Linked DNA regions of Strix aluco: region 1 is linked to region 2. Evidence: chromatin contacts called from public Hi-C data. All regions are on one chromosome and are shown on one strand. The core of a region is the stretch at or near the end of the contact, and the rest is flanking DNA. Distances in the headings are between cores, read along the strand shown. Region 1 holds the start of ZNF598 (zinc finger protein 598, E3 ubiquitin ligase). Region 2 holds the start of TRAF7 (TNF receptor associated factor 7).

Evidence for each region. A called contact is a pair of places that touch in the nucleus more often than the background predicts.
Region 1: a Hi-C map of heart shows a contact between it and region 2, with 17 times the contacts expected there. The contact joins the promoter of ZNF598 here to the promoter of TRAF7 in region 2. A contact is called at or near these places in 2 of 2 Hi-C or Micro-C datasets (brain and heart).

What each region holds. Positions count from the first base shown.
Region 1 is chr15:6,163,995-6,170,554 of bStrAlu1.hap1, forward strand. ZNF598 (zinc finger protein 598, E3 ubiquitin ligase) reads left to right here and starts at 5,110. Exons shown (of 12, transcript XM_074841323.1): 1 at 5,110-5,338. The coding sequence starts at 5,153.
Region 2 is chr15:5,911,409-5,917,268 of bStrAlu1.hap1, forward strand. It overlaps TRAF7 (TNF receptor associated factor 7), which reads right to left and starts at 3,566. Exons shown (of 20, transcript XM_074841466.1): 1 at 3,434-3,566. It overlaps LOC141930298 (a long non-coding RNA gene), which reads left to right and starts at 3,726. Exons shown (of 2, transcript XR_012625254.1): 1 at 3,726-3,951; 2 at 4,152-4,788. LOC141930558 (small nucleolar RNA SNORD60) reads left to right here and starts at 3,994; the gene lies at 3,994-4,083. RAB26 (RAB26, member RAS oncogene family) reads right to left here. Exons shown (of 9, transcript XM_074841154.1): 9 at 5,093-5,860.

The sequences.
Region 1 (6,560 bases), core at 3,860-6,359, 250 kb after region 2:
TGTAGGGTGAAAACCCCCGACCCTGCTGACCCTCACACAGCCCGACATGGCACAAGCTGTTTGATTGCACGGGTGGTCTCAGAGGAGGCAGCGTGATGTGTCTGGGACAAACAACGCTGATCTTAGAGCAACCTAAAATGTTATTTTCAGCCTTAAACTGAACCACAAACTTCGGTCTCTAATGAGTGCGGATGGTCAGGGTTATAGGTTTAAACCTGCCCTCAGACGAGGTACTTGTGTGAGGCCACTGCTAATAAGAGGCTGTCTGAGCCTTATTTTAAAAAAAAGAAGCCATGAGAAAATTATGACTTTTAACAGAAACTTTGTCAAATGAAAGCAAATTTCACTGTTATGCACTAAGTATCTTGACTGCAAATGAACCGCATCCACATCAAGCTGTGAATATGAAATTAATCTAAGGCATAACCTTTGGATCTACACTTTGACAATATTTTAGTGCTGAGCTATAAATATTTGATCTGTTGCTCTTCTGAGTAAAATGGATTTGTTGTGCTCATCTGCAGAGTTATCAATTATTCCAAAGTATATTTATTGCTGATTAAATGACTTGAAAAGCGCCTTTTTCTTCTGATGTTATTATGTGATATCTAGCAAGTAAACACGGAAATTAACTATCCCTAGCACCAATATTAACCCTTTATCTTGGGACGAAAACACTTCCTGTCTGACAACACATAGAACTAAGCACCAACCAAGATATTTACAACACACGCTGGAGCCTAGTTAATTATATATGATTATATTTCTTTATGTTTTGGGGTCACAGTTAGTGCTAAGATCCAGCTTCCATTTGCAATCACTAGAGAAATAAAACAGCATCCTTAAGTCATCAGCAAAGAATGATTCAATCCATTGAAAGAGAATTATAAAACCTCCTTGCACCATGAAGTAAATGAATCTAAACCCATGACTCACATACAGCGGCAGGATGATTTTTCAGAACAACGATGAGTTGGAAACAGACTTTGGTGAATAGTCTGAATATTGGCTTTTTAGCAATTCTTTCTTCTGCTCGCTGAAGGTGAGGACATCAAGAAAGCAGGAGTAGCTTGTGCGATGATATTGAAATGGCACGGGGGGGGTGTGTGTGTGGCATTTTACACCTGTGTAAAGACCTGGCACACCTCTGGCAAAGCCGTGTTCCGAACAGAGCTGCAGTTTGCAGGATGTGACACAGAAGGGCTGTTCAGACCTGTTATCTGGCGTGCTGTGGAGCGAGACCAAGAGGCAGGAGTTAAGGAAACCCCAGCTTTGCCGAGGGCCGCCCCGGCAGCGTGCCAGAAGCGGGGCTCTGGGTTGGTTTGGGTCGCTGGATGGCTGCATGTAGAGGACAGGGCTGGATCTGGGCTCCTGGCCTGCACTAGGATTGATACCTTACATGGGTTTTGTTCCAAAGAAACTTCCCGGATCTAGTTTATGGTTGAGGACTCAGTGAGAGTGAGAAATCTGACTGGTACGAGCTTTCACTGCTGATGGAAGCTCAGCTGCACCGTGAAGGGACACAAAACCTTCAGCGGTTTCCCCCTTCAGACACCGATTGTAGTAAATATCATCTGAAAAGCAGAAAATGCCTCAGCTGATGAGCTGCCAGCAATGCTGCCTGCCTGCAGCACCCTGGAAAAGAGTCAGCGCTTCCTTTCACCAGGAACATCACAACGTTACCGGTGGGGAAAACACACTGGTCGGAACAGGCGTTGCAGGATCAGGTCCTGGGCGCTCCCGGCCCTGTAGGAACCGGTGTCACCAACCTGCTCCTACCCACACAACTGAAATCCGACAAGTACAAACTCCAGCTCTGCCCAGTCGCTTTGTCACCATGTTCCTTGTGATGAGTAATGTCACTTTTAAGCCTAATTATGCAGGTATATTTATTATCCTATGCTTGGCCATAGCGCTGGGGTACTTGCGTAATTTCACAGACGAGTGACACTTAAGACAGCACATTACTGTCAGCAGCCTCCATCTCATTTCATGCTAATTGCTCTCCAAAATTGTGTGATGCAGTTTTGACACAAAAACATTTTCAACAGTATCATTAATTCGGGGGGGGGGGGGGGTGGGGGGGAAACATTTCCTGAAGTAATTACAGCCAACATCCTCAGTCATTCCTAATTATTTAAAACAGCCCCACCCAAACACACTTTAATGTTGATTACCAGAAAGACATGTATTATCTACTCTACTTTGAAGTATGATAAATGGGTCTCTTTAGGAGAAAGTAAGTATTACCTGTTGTAGCCAATGATCCAAAACACTGAAATACTTCATCTATCTGTTTTCCAAAATACTAATCAAACCTATTACTTAATTTACTTAACAGCACTGATGTTGTTAAATGATGCTGGTGTTGGACTAGATAACATCATGATACATTTTAATGAACTCACCATGTTTTATAAGCTCCTTTGTCCTGAAATGATCATTTATGACTCAAAGAAAATAAAGTGCATCTTTTAACTCAAATGACAAGGAATTCAGTGAAATGAAAGCAGATCCAAATGATAAGGATGCTGCTTGTCCAATCTTCCAGCCAGCCATGATGTGCACAAGCAGATCCTAGGAATTTACTGTACATTTTAATGTGTAATTTAATGTGGTTTGTCTCCATTTTCCTTCCTAGAAAAATTAGTTTATTTTGAGATGTTTCCTCTTTAAGAGTTACCATACCGTGCCAATGAGCAACCTGAGCGTTGACCTGCTTCACTGAGGCATGGTGTGTCCTGGAATCATTCTTCGACCATCCTCTAATACCGGCTCTACAGGTCACAGGAGACACCCATGAAAAATTGGGCTGTTTTGTCATTTCTGGGACAGATGGCAGCCCTTGACTCAGGGGACAGGACTCCAGGAATGTTTACTAAGCGGAGTGACGTGCTGCTCATCTGGTGACACATATAATGATGTGGCAGAACAAGCGCCTCATGCCAAGAGCTTGGGGTTTCTTGAGATTTTTTTGGGTAGATCTAGAAGCAGAACATCAGTGTTTGACAGAGATCTGCTCTGATTTTTCACACATGGGAAGGAAGGTGACCTCACATTAATCTTTTAGTGGGAATCTGGGAGAAAAAAAGGTGGGAGATCCTTAAGTTTGAAAAACTGTTTCTGTCTCTTCCTCTGTGCTGTCCGCAAACAAGCTTTTATGCTTTTTCACTGTACTTCCAGAGGAACATGGCTGCTGAGCCCGTGGTAACGCTGTTCTCCATGCTCCTGGAGCACCCTCTTCTGTTTAAGGAGCTGCAATTCTCATCTCTAAGCCCCAGCAACACACAGACCTTTAAAATACAAAATCGGCCCGCAAAGCAAGTGCGGGAACATACATTTCTTTAGCAACCAACCAGGCACATCAATGATTAACTCTAGCTCACCTTAACTCACTCTGAAACCCCGGTCAGCCGTCACATGCTCAGATGCTGAATGCATGAATCACCACCTGGAGCACATACACAAAAATGTCTCTAACAGACTGTGCTCTGAATGTACTGACCCTAACAGAGCCCATTTGCAGTACTGCTCTAATGGATGCGATATCCTATTTTCCACAGTGTTTCAGCTACACTTTTTAACAAGTTTTTTTTCCAATCACACCTAGTTTACACAGGCTACCCGCCGCCTGGGTTACAAAATCAGATCAAGAGGCAGAGCTGCAGGTCCACTGTGGGGCTGTTTGCCCGGACAAAATCCCATGTAAAGCACCATCCCACTGCCGGCAGGTCACCAGGCTGCCACATCAGCGGGACCCCAACCCCACCACACACGCTGCGGCCAAAACACCTTATCCAGGTGATTCGTGGAAACCAAACTCTACAACTCGAATAGAGTTATAAAGCAGGTATGTTTTACCCCCTGCAAGGGGATTTGTCCACAAAGCTTGCACACCCACCGCACATTTTACCAAAAACTTATAGAGTCTGGATATACATATTCACTGGATTACATAACACAAACATGCATATGCATGAGTGAGGCTGGGTTAGTTAGAAAGGCTGATGTCAACAGTTTGTGTTATCTTTGCACCTGCGCATTGCCTCCTGGGGGGCGTCTTCAGGGATCTTTGGGAGGAAGGCTCGTAGTCTTTCTCACCTTGTTTTTTCCCCGGAGCATGCGCAGATTCTCTTAGCTAATTTCTTGAACAACAAAAATGTTTTTCAGCCAGTTTACTCATCCTATCTTATTTAAGGGAACCAATGAAACTTCTACAACCCGTACATGGCTATCTTTACTCGTTACCGAGACCCAACTAGTTAGAGCACACCTGTTCCTCAAGGACAAAACCATGATATTTTGCAGAACACTGCAGTTCTTGGTAGATTTTCACATTAAACTGCTTTGTTTTGATGGACACAGCAGTCCTTGGTAAAATTCCACAGAACAGTCTGGGCAAACAGGATTCTTAGCAATATTAAAAAATACTATAAGTAATACTATAACTTGCTAGAAGTAAGTAAATAAGTTGCTAAGCAGTTTTCTATAAGTAAATAAGTCTTAAAACAAGTAATCATTTCTCTGTATCACAGGGGAGAGTCGGTGCCGTGCTGCCCCACAGGCCCCCACGGAAGGCGCAGGGCAGCACCCAGAGGTGCCAGGAATAGGCCTGGGGGTCCCCTGTCTCCCCACAGGGGCAGGCCCTGAGGCGACACAGCACAGGCCGCGGCCGCCCAGCACTGCTCGGCCTGTTCAGCTGCCACCAGGCAAGAGGTTGCCAAATGGCTCCCGCGGGCCACCTCCACCTCACGGGAGACCAGAGAGAGGCGGCTAGAGGGGCTCTGCCGCCGAGGCGCTCCGGGCAGCGCTTCTCTATGGTCATAGGCCTGTAAGAGCGAGGCTAGCGCGGCGAGGGGACGCTCTGGACTGCGACTCTATGGTGGGGCAGGGGAGGACGCGGGGTGCCGTCAGGAGGGTGGCGCTGTGGCGGCCGGAAGGGGTAATGCGGGAAGGGAGCCGCCGCTCTAGGCGGAGACTCGATGGTCAGCCAGGCCGGCGCTGCGCCGGGGATCCGCGAGGGCGGGTCTCTATGGTCGGAAGCTGGGCAGAGAGTCGCGCGTTGGGCCGGGCGGCGCTCTAGGCCGCCTCTCGATGGTGCGGGCGGTTGCTAGGCGGTGCGGGGCCTAGGCCGCGGCGGGTCGGCGCCGCCATGGCCGCCTCGGCCTCCGGCGCGGCGGCGGGCCCCGCGGATGGGTCGTGCGTGTTGTGCTGCGGGGAGCTGGAGGTGGTGGCGCTGGGCCGCTGCGACCACCCCATCTGCTACCGGTGCTCGGTGCGGATGCGGGCGCTGTGCGGCGTGCGGTACTGCGCGGTGTGCCGGGAGGAGCTGGGCCAGGTGAGGCCGGGGCCGGGGCCCGCGCACCCGGCGGGGCTGGGCCGCGCCCCCCTCGCCCGGTGCCGGGTTCTGTCGGCGCCCCGCGGGGCTGGGCTCGGGCCGGTTGCCGGGGGGAGCGGGGCCGTGGGGCGGGCGGAGGCCTCGGGCTGGGCTGGGGCCGGAGTCGGGCCGCGGAGCGACTCGTGAAATCTGCTGAGTGGAGCCGGGGGGGAGGAACATCCCTCAGCCCGGAGCTCGGCGCGTTTATCTGCCGTTTGCTTCGCTCCCGGCAGTGCGGCCGCCGTTCAGAGGCGACGGGAGGCATGTTGGAAACAGAACATGAAGAAAATGGAATTTAAAGGGAATATTTTTATTATTTTTAAAAATCAGCAGGGCTTGCTCTCCAGAGTTGGTATTACGTGATCTCAGATGACTCATATCATCCTGCCGAATTCCTGACTTGATTTTAAGCTTGGGGGAGAACATATTTTGTATTCTTCCAGGGCTTGCTCATGCCTTGCATTACAGCACACCATGCTGCATTTGCCTCCAGTTCCTGTTAGCGTGAGCCGTCTCTTGAGTTTATGCTTAAAAAGTAATTTCCCTTCAATTATAATTTTTCTGATGGACTTCTGTTTTCCTCCCAGCCTGCTGGTGTGATAGTGCAGGGCCCTGTGTGGAGTTCAGAGCAAGTCACCCTGATGCTGTGGCTCGGCTGCACAGAGGGAGCCGAGGATGTGGTGCAGCAGTGAGCCACGTGAAGGAAAGTTGTTCAAGGATGTTTGTAAAAACAAATCTTCATATGTGAATTTGTTTTTGCAGAACTGCTGCAGAGAAAACCAAACCCTTTGAGAAGAAAAGAATTGGTACTAGCACTGAATGAAATATACTGAGATGGTTTAGGAAATGAAATAAATATAGAGGGAGGGGGCTCTCCCCTTGGCAAAAGAAGAGCCCTCCAACTAAACTGTTGGTGTTGGCTGCTTTTCATATTGTTCAAATGGTTGGAGGGATGGAAGATTTTTAGGCTGTGTACTGAAGATCCTCAGACTTTGTGGAGGCCAGAAGGGTTGATGTGGTTTTTAGACAGAGCTTACTGGCACATGAGTAGCCTCTGTGTACAGAAAGAAACTCAGTGAAGGTAATTTTATCTCTGATCATCCTCTGCGGAGCTGCTGCTCCACTTCTGCCGTCTTAGGAGGAAGCAAGGTGTGATGTTGCTCTTCATCCTTAAACCTGCTTG
Region 2 (5,860 bases), core at 2,316-4,815:
AAGACGCCACCATGACCAAGTTCCTAAGCTTTGGGCAGGCTTTTCCTCGGTCAAAATGTCTCTTCTGCTATCTGTGTGCGTGTATGTGTGTATCGCTCTTAAGTGATGTAAACAGAAAGGCATGCAGAGCAGTGGGCGATATGTAAATTCAGCTGGAAAATCCCACAGCTCAGCCAATCTCTGCTGTGCTGCCTTGCAGCTTTGCCCTGGCTGCTCTGAGAGTGAAGAGGTTTAGTCTAGTGCAGAAAAAACAACCACCCTCTTAGCACACACCGATTTATTCCTCTGATTGGAGAAATCTCCAGGGACAGGACAGTCCATCGCTCACTTTAAAGAGAGTTTGAGTTTCTCACCCTCTCTAGATAGTTCCAAACTATTCATAATACTGAAGATCAAGCAGCCTAACAAACAGCAACACGGTCTTTGCTTGTAGAGACGATCCAGGGAAATCCAGTTAAGTAAGAATTGCCACAGAAAAGGCAGAGCTGGTGAGCAGGGCTCACCTGAAAGACACGCCCTGACGGTGGGGGGACTTCTACTGCTGGGACACCCACCCCACGCAGGAGAACAAGGTGCTCCCACAGCTGAGGCTCTCCCAGGAGCAGGTACTGCAGGGAGAGCTCTCACCTGGCCTCGATACACCTGCAGTTTTCACACCTCATTAAAAACAGCAAGGTAACTCTGCTGAAGCTCTGAACTCAGGCTGCGCTAAGGGCAGAGAGGGAGCAGTCTGTAAGGGGGTACGTTGGGGTTCCACTGCCCTGGACTCCTGGGGGAGATGCTGAGCTTGAAGGAAGGGCAACACGTACCCCTGCGAGCAACCACCAACCTCCACCCTTGTCCCAGGCAGCCGCCACATCCCCCAACCCAGGGGCAAGGGAACGTGCCAGTGCGTGCCTCCTCATGCCCAGGAGTACAGCCAGGGAAGGGAAGGCGAGCGGAAAAATTCTGACAGACTGAACTTGTTCATGTAATCTGAGTATTTAGTGAAACCAGAATGGATTTTCTCTCAAATGCCTTTCTCCTGGCACAGCTGGGCTTGGCTGAGACAACCTGAGAAGCAGGTATGATCATGCTTCCAAAAGCACAACAGTCATGGCTAGCGGGGGCTTGGGAGGTCCCGTGGGACAGGCAAATGCTCAGCCCGTGAGGTGACTAACTGCTGAACGCCAGGTGAAGCTGCAAAACACTCAGCACTGCTCAGGACCAACTCTGGCTGACGTACAGCTCTCAACAGGGTAGAGCGAGCACCAGCACCGTCACACGGTGCTCGGCAACTTCCTAGAGCCTGCAGGCCTCCCTGCAGCTCCAGCACTGGGTTGTGTTTGTGGAGCCCCAAGAAGGGAATGGTTGACTGCAGGAGGGTTTCAACCACAGGCCATAAACTTACCTGTGGTGCTTCACGAGTGGCTTAAGGTCACCTAAGGCTGTGCTGCCACAGGAACGGGCAATTGTGGGCCCAGCCCCACCACTCTCATGCTGCCAAGTGGCTGGTATCACCATGCAATCCCTCAGGGCAGGGAATGAAACTGCCTGAAAACTATGGATTTGTTTGTTTGTTTGTTTTCCCTTGGGTTCAAGCAACATCATGAAAATTCATGTTTGGGTGTTATCAGTGAAGGTACCTGCATTCCCTGACTGAATGTTCTGGTCACTCTGATTCAGCTTAGGCTTCTCACTGCTGCTTGGTAAAATTTAACCTCCTTCATGGTGAAACGTCCCTTTCTGCAGGGCAGTTTCACCTGCAAGTGACCTGCTGCTGCACACTGCAGAAAACTGAACCACAAAGCTGGAGCTTTCTGGCTGGATTTACCCTGTCCCTCCTCAGTGCCCAGGGTGGGGGACCCCACGACTTGGAGGGGGACCTGGCAGACCACAGACAGTTCCCTGCTCCTACAGTGTCCCACATGATGCTTAGGAAATCCAGAAACTCTTTCACCTCCCATGCCCCAGGCGTGCAATGAGGACAGCACCGGCTGTTCCCTTGCCCCTTGTCGACGGTGACAGCCAGGTCTCATGGCCAGTAAATGTCTGTACAGCACTTCACACCATGAAGCCCCAGTTTTTGGTGGTGCACTGGGTTATCTTTCTGTGAACCACCTCCCCTCCTCGCACAGCTCCCAGGGAGCCACGTAAAGGCTGTCATGGAAGTGGTTGACTTTCTCATGCCATTTTCCCTCAGCAAGGGCTTTCTGGAATCGTCCTTCACTCACGCAGCTCGCTCCCTGAAAACCCAACAACGTCGTTGTGGCCATAAGCAAGAGTCACTGACAAACACTCGAAGCCAAAATGCAACAGCTGCTGAAGAGGAGCACTAAGTGCTTCGGACAAACTGAAAAGAATACATCGCTGGGGTGAAAATGCACAAAATTAAAGTGCTGAGATTGAAATAAGGCATTTGGCAACATTGTCAAAGTTGAAAAATAAGTGTTAGACCAGAGTTCTCCACAATACAGCTACCCCCGGGGGGTACAATAGCCTGGACCTGACTTGCTATGTACATATCAAACCCAGCTAACTTATGTACCAGCTTTCTTCTCACACTCATCGGCCCCCAGCAGAGCCCATCTGAGCCGTTGTCTTTCATACCAACAGAGCTCAAAAGCAAGCTGAACTGAAAGAACGCCCTCGCTTCTGGCTTTCACGCAACACAACAGGATCATCGGGTCACAGTCGCGGATCAAACAGGAGAAAAGTGTTTGACAGCAAGTCTGTCAGAGAACAGCAGCTGCGAGCTGGCAGTAGAATAAGGCAGAACTAAACAGCATGTTTGAAATGAGAAGACGGTCACGCATTGCCTGCTGAGATGTGCAATTGTCTTGGGGCAGTTACGGAGATCTACCACCAAATATCCTAAATTGCGTAAGTTGTGAAACCAAAGCACAGGGAAATGAGGTTACTGGGAGATCAAGAGAGAACCATGAGCAACACGTGCCCTAAGTCAGACAAGTAATGGAGCAGAAAAAGACAAAATTAAGCACGCCCCGCTAGAAACAGCAAAAGGAAAGCAGCTGGGGCAAAGAAAGCAGGACTGGGACAGGATTCACCGAAGACCGCACAACACCGGCGGGGATACGCGAGCTCCTCTGCACACCTGAAAAATCACGCCGGGCCCTGCACAGAGTTTAAAAACCACCACACAAACCGCCCAAGGGAGGGGAACGAGGCGGCAGAAGCCACCGCAGCGCTGCCAGGCGGGCGGCAGCCCCCGGAGCTGCTCCGAGCAGCCCTGCAGCTGCCGCAGCCACCTCCCTAGAACGGGACCCCCTCACCCGGGCCACCGCGCAGCCCCTCCGCGGGCTGTCCGGCGCCCCCAGCCCTCACCCTCCCGCCCAGCGCGGCCCTTCCCCTCACAGAGCCCCCTCAGCGCCGGGCCCGGCCGGCTCCCCTCATCCGCGGGGCTCCCCTCAACCCGGCCCAGCCCCGCTCGTACCTGGCAGCAGCGGCGGCGGCCGGAGCGCCGGTGCCCGGCCCCGGCACATCGCGACCCCGGGCCTGCTCCCCCCTGGTCTAGCGGCCCCGCTGCCGCCCGGGCCAGAAGCCCCGCACCCGGCGTTCCCCGGGACTTGTAGTCCGGCGTGTCGCCTTCCGCCCGCTCCTCGCCCGGGTCTCCGTGACGTTAGGACTACAACTCCCAGCATCCCCCGCGGCTGAGCGCTGATTGGCTCTTTCCCAGTCACTCTATGTTACAACCACTGTTGCTACTGGCTCGGCGCGGCCTCCTCCAGGAACCAATCAGACGGCGGCAGACCACCGCCTCGGGCCACGCTGCGCCGCGCCGCGCCATTGGAGCGAGGAAGGGAGGTGACCAATGAGCGCAAGGGGAGGCGGGAGAGCGATCACGCCAACGGCTCGCGACTGGCCATCTCCTCACGCAGCCTGACCAATAGCGACCTGGGGGAAGTTATAAAGGCTGCAGCGGGGGAGGCGCCTGTCCTTTCCCGCCCAGAGGTGAGGGGGAGCGGGTGGCGGCGGGGCCGGTAACGGGGGGCGGGCCGGTGATGATCTTATCTACCTTTCTGACACCTCGTCTGAGGGCGGTGGGTGGCCGCGGCCCCTGCTGACGATCCCCGGCTGAGGCCCGAGGGAGCCGCGGCGGGGCCGGGCGCGGCGGTGCGGCCCGCTCTCACCGCGCTGCCTTCTCTCCTCAGGGCTCGGCGGGAACCGGATCGCACCGGCGAGAACAAGATGGTGGCGGCCTTGAGGGGGTGGTGAGGCGGGGGGGGAGATGAACGGCGGTGTGGGAGGCTTTCCCAGGGCCTGCTTGGGGCGGCCCGGGGACCGGCACCCCCCATGCCCGGAGCCGCCCGCCAGCTCTGCCTGCAGGCGGGGCGGGCAACTCCGGGGGCTTCGGGGAGGTAAAATGCGGCATCGCTTGTTTCTAGCGTACCCTGTGTTCCTGTAAGGTACTGCTGGGATCTGCAGCCGCAGGGGAAGCACGAGTGGGTCGCGGGTGGCTGAAACTGTGGCTGAAACAGCTGCTGTTCAAGGGGTAGCGTAGGCTGCAGGCTCCGGAGCCGAGCAAGCGGTGCAGCTCCGAGTATGACTAAAAAAAGGCGCTCTTAGGGTTGCTGTATCAAACGGGGGAGCTGCTGTTTCTGACGTTGTACAACCTGGGAGTAAGTTTTTAAAACACAAGCAGCAGAACTGCCCAAAGGTGAAGAAATCAAAAGTCATCGACTTTTACTCTACCACATGGGGTAGCTTAAGGTAAACACAGTGGATCTCCATTTGGCTTCTGTATTAGGTCAATTTTATGCCTTACAGATCTAATAAAAGTTTTCAAAAGACTTTTTGCTTCTGTTTTTCACCAATCCCACGGGTAAAGCCACAGACCAACTTCAAACTTTGCATTTGGGCACCCAGCAGACCATTTATACTATTACTATTCACTTTAAGGGAACCAGAGCATCTTAAAACGTGCTGCGGCTTGGCTTAGCCCAGCTCCCTTTTAATTTTTTTCTGGGGGCACTGGAGCACCCAGAGCTGCTAATGGAAGGGTCTAGATGGGTTCAAGAATGGGCTGAACTATGAATAATTAAACAGTGCACGTGTGTATGTTAGATGATCAAAAAAGCCATTGTAGCCACAAAGATTATTAAAAAATTTTTATTAACAGGAATGAAAAGCTGTAAACAAGAGCCAGCAAAAATGAGAAGTTGCATGTAATGCCGAGTCCTCTGGCTTGTTTGAATGCGCTGAACAATTAATTCTTTATCGCTTGGTGGCAGTAAAGGCCCATGTAAGAAGATGCCAAATAACAGTCTGAGGAGGAGCTTTAGGGCGAGGTCAGAGCGCGGGCTTTGGGAGACCAGTCTAGAGGGAACTTGAGACTGGGGGCTGAGTCTGGCTTAAAGTTCAGGTTTAATACCAGAAATGCAGTTGTGATGTCTCTGCTGTAGTAGAGTTGGCTCCCAACAGGCATATCGAAAGTACTCCAAAGGGTAGCATTTACATCTTCCTTATTTAAATTAGTTTTTAAATTGGTTTTGGTCCCACACTGAAGAAGAGTTGGCAGCTGTTTCTTCAAGACAGCGAGATGCAAGGGTGTCCCGCCCTGCCAGGGAGAGGGAAGGCAGCAACCTGATGGGAGTGTTAAGAATATTGCTGCTTATTTTTGCGACTCCCTGTAGCTTCTGGGGCAGCGTGTCCGTGCAGTGACTGGTGCCTCGGGACAGGGGCTGCTGCTGCACCGCTAAGGTCAGGCTTAGAGAAAATAGATCCAAAGTCAGACCTGGGCCCAGGGCAGGTCCTGGAGCTGCCTGACTGCTGTCCCGTGGCTCTGCTGGGCTGGCCCTCCCCTGCACACCTGCGATACCAAAATACTGGTACTTAGGTACTTAGCACACTTAGGGACTGC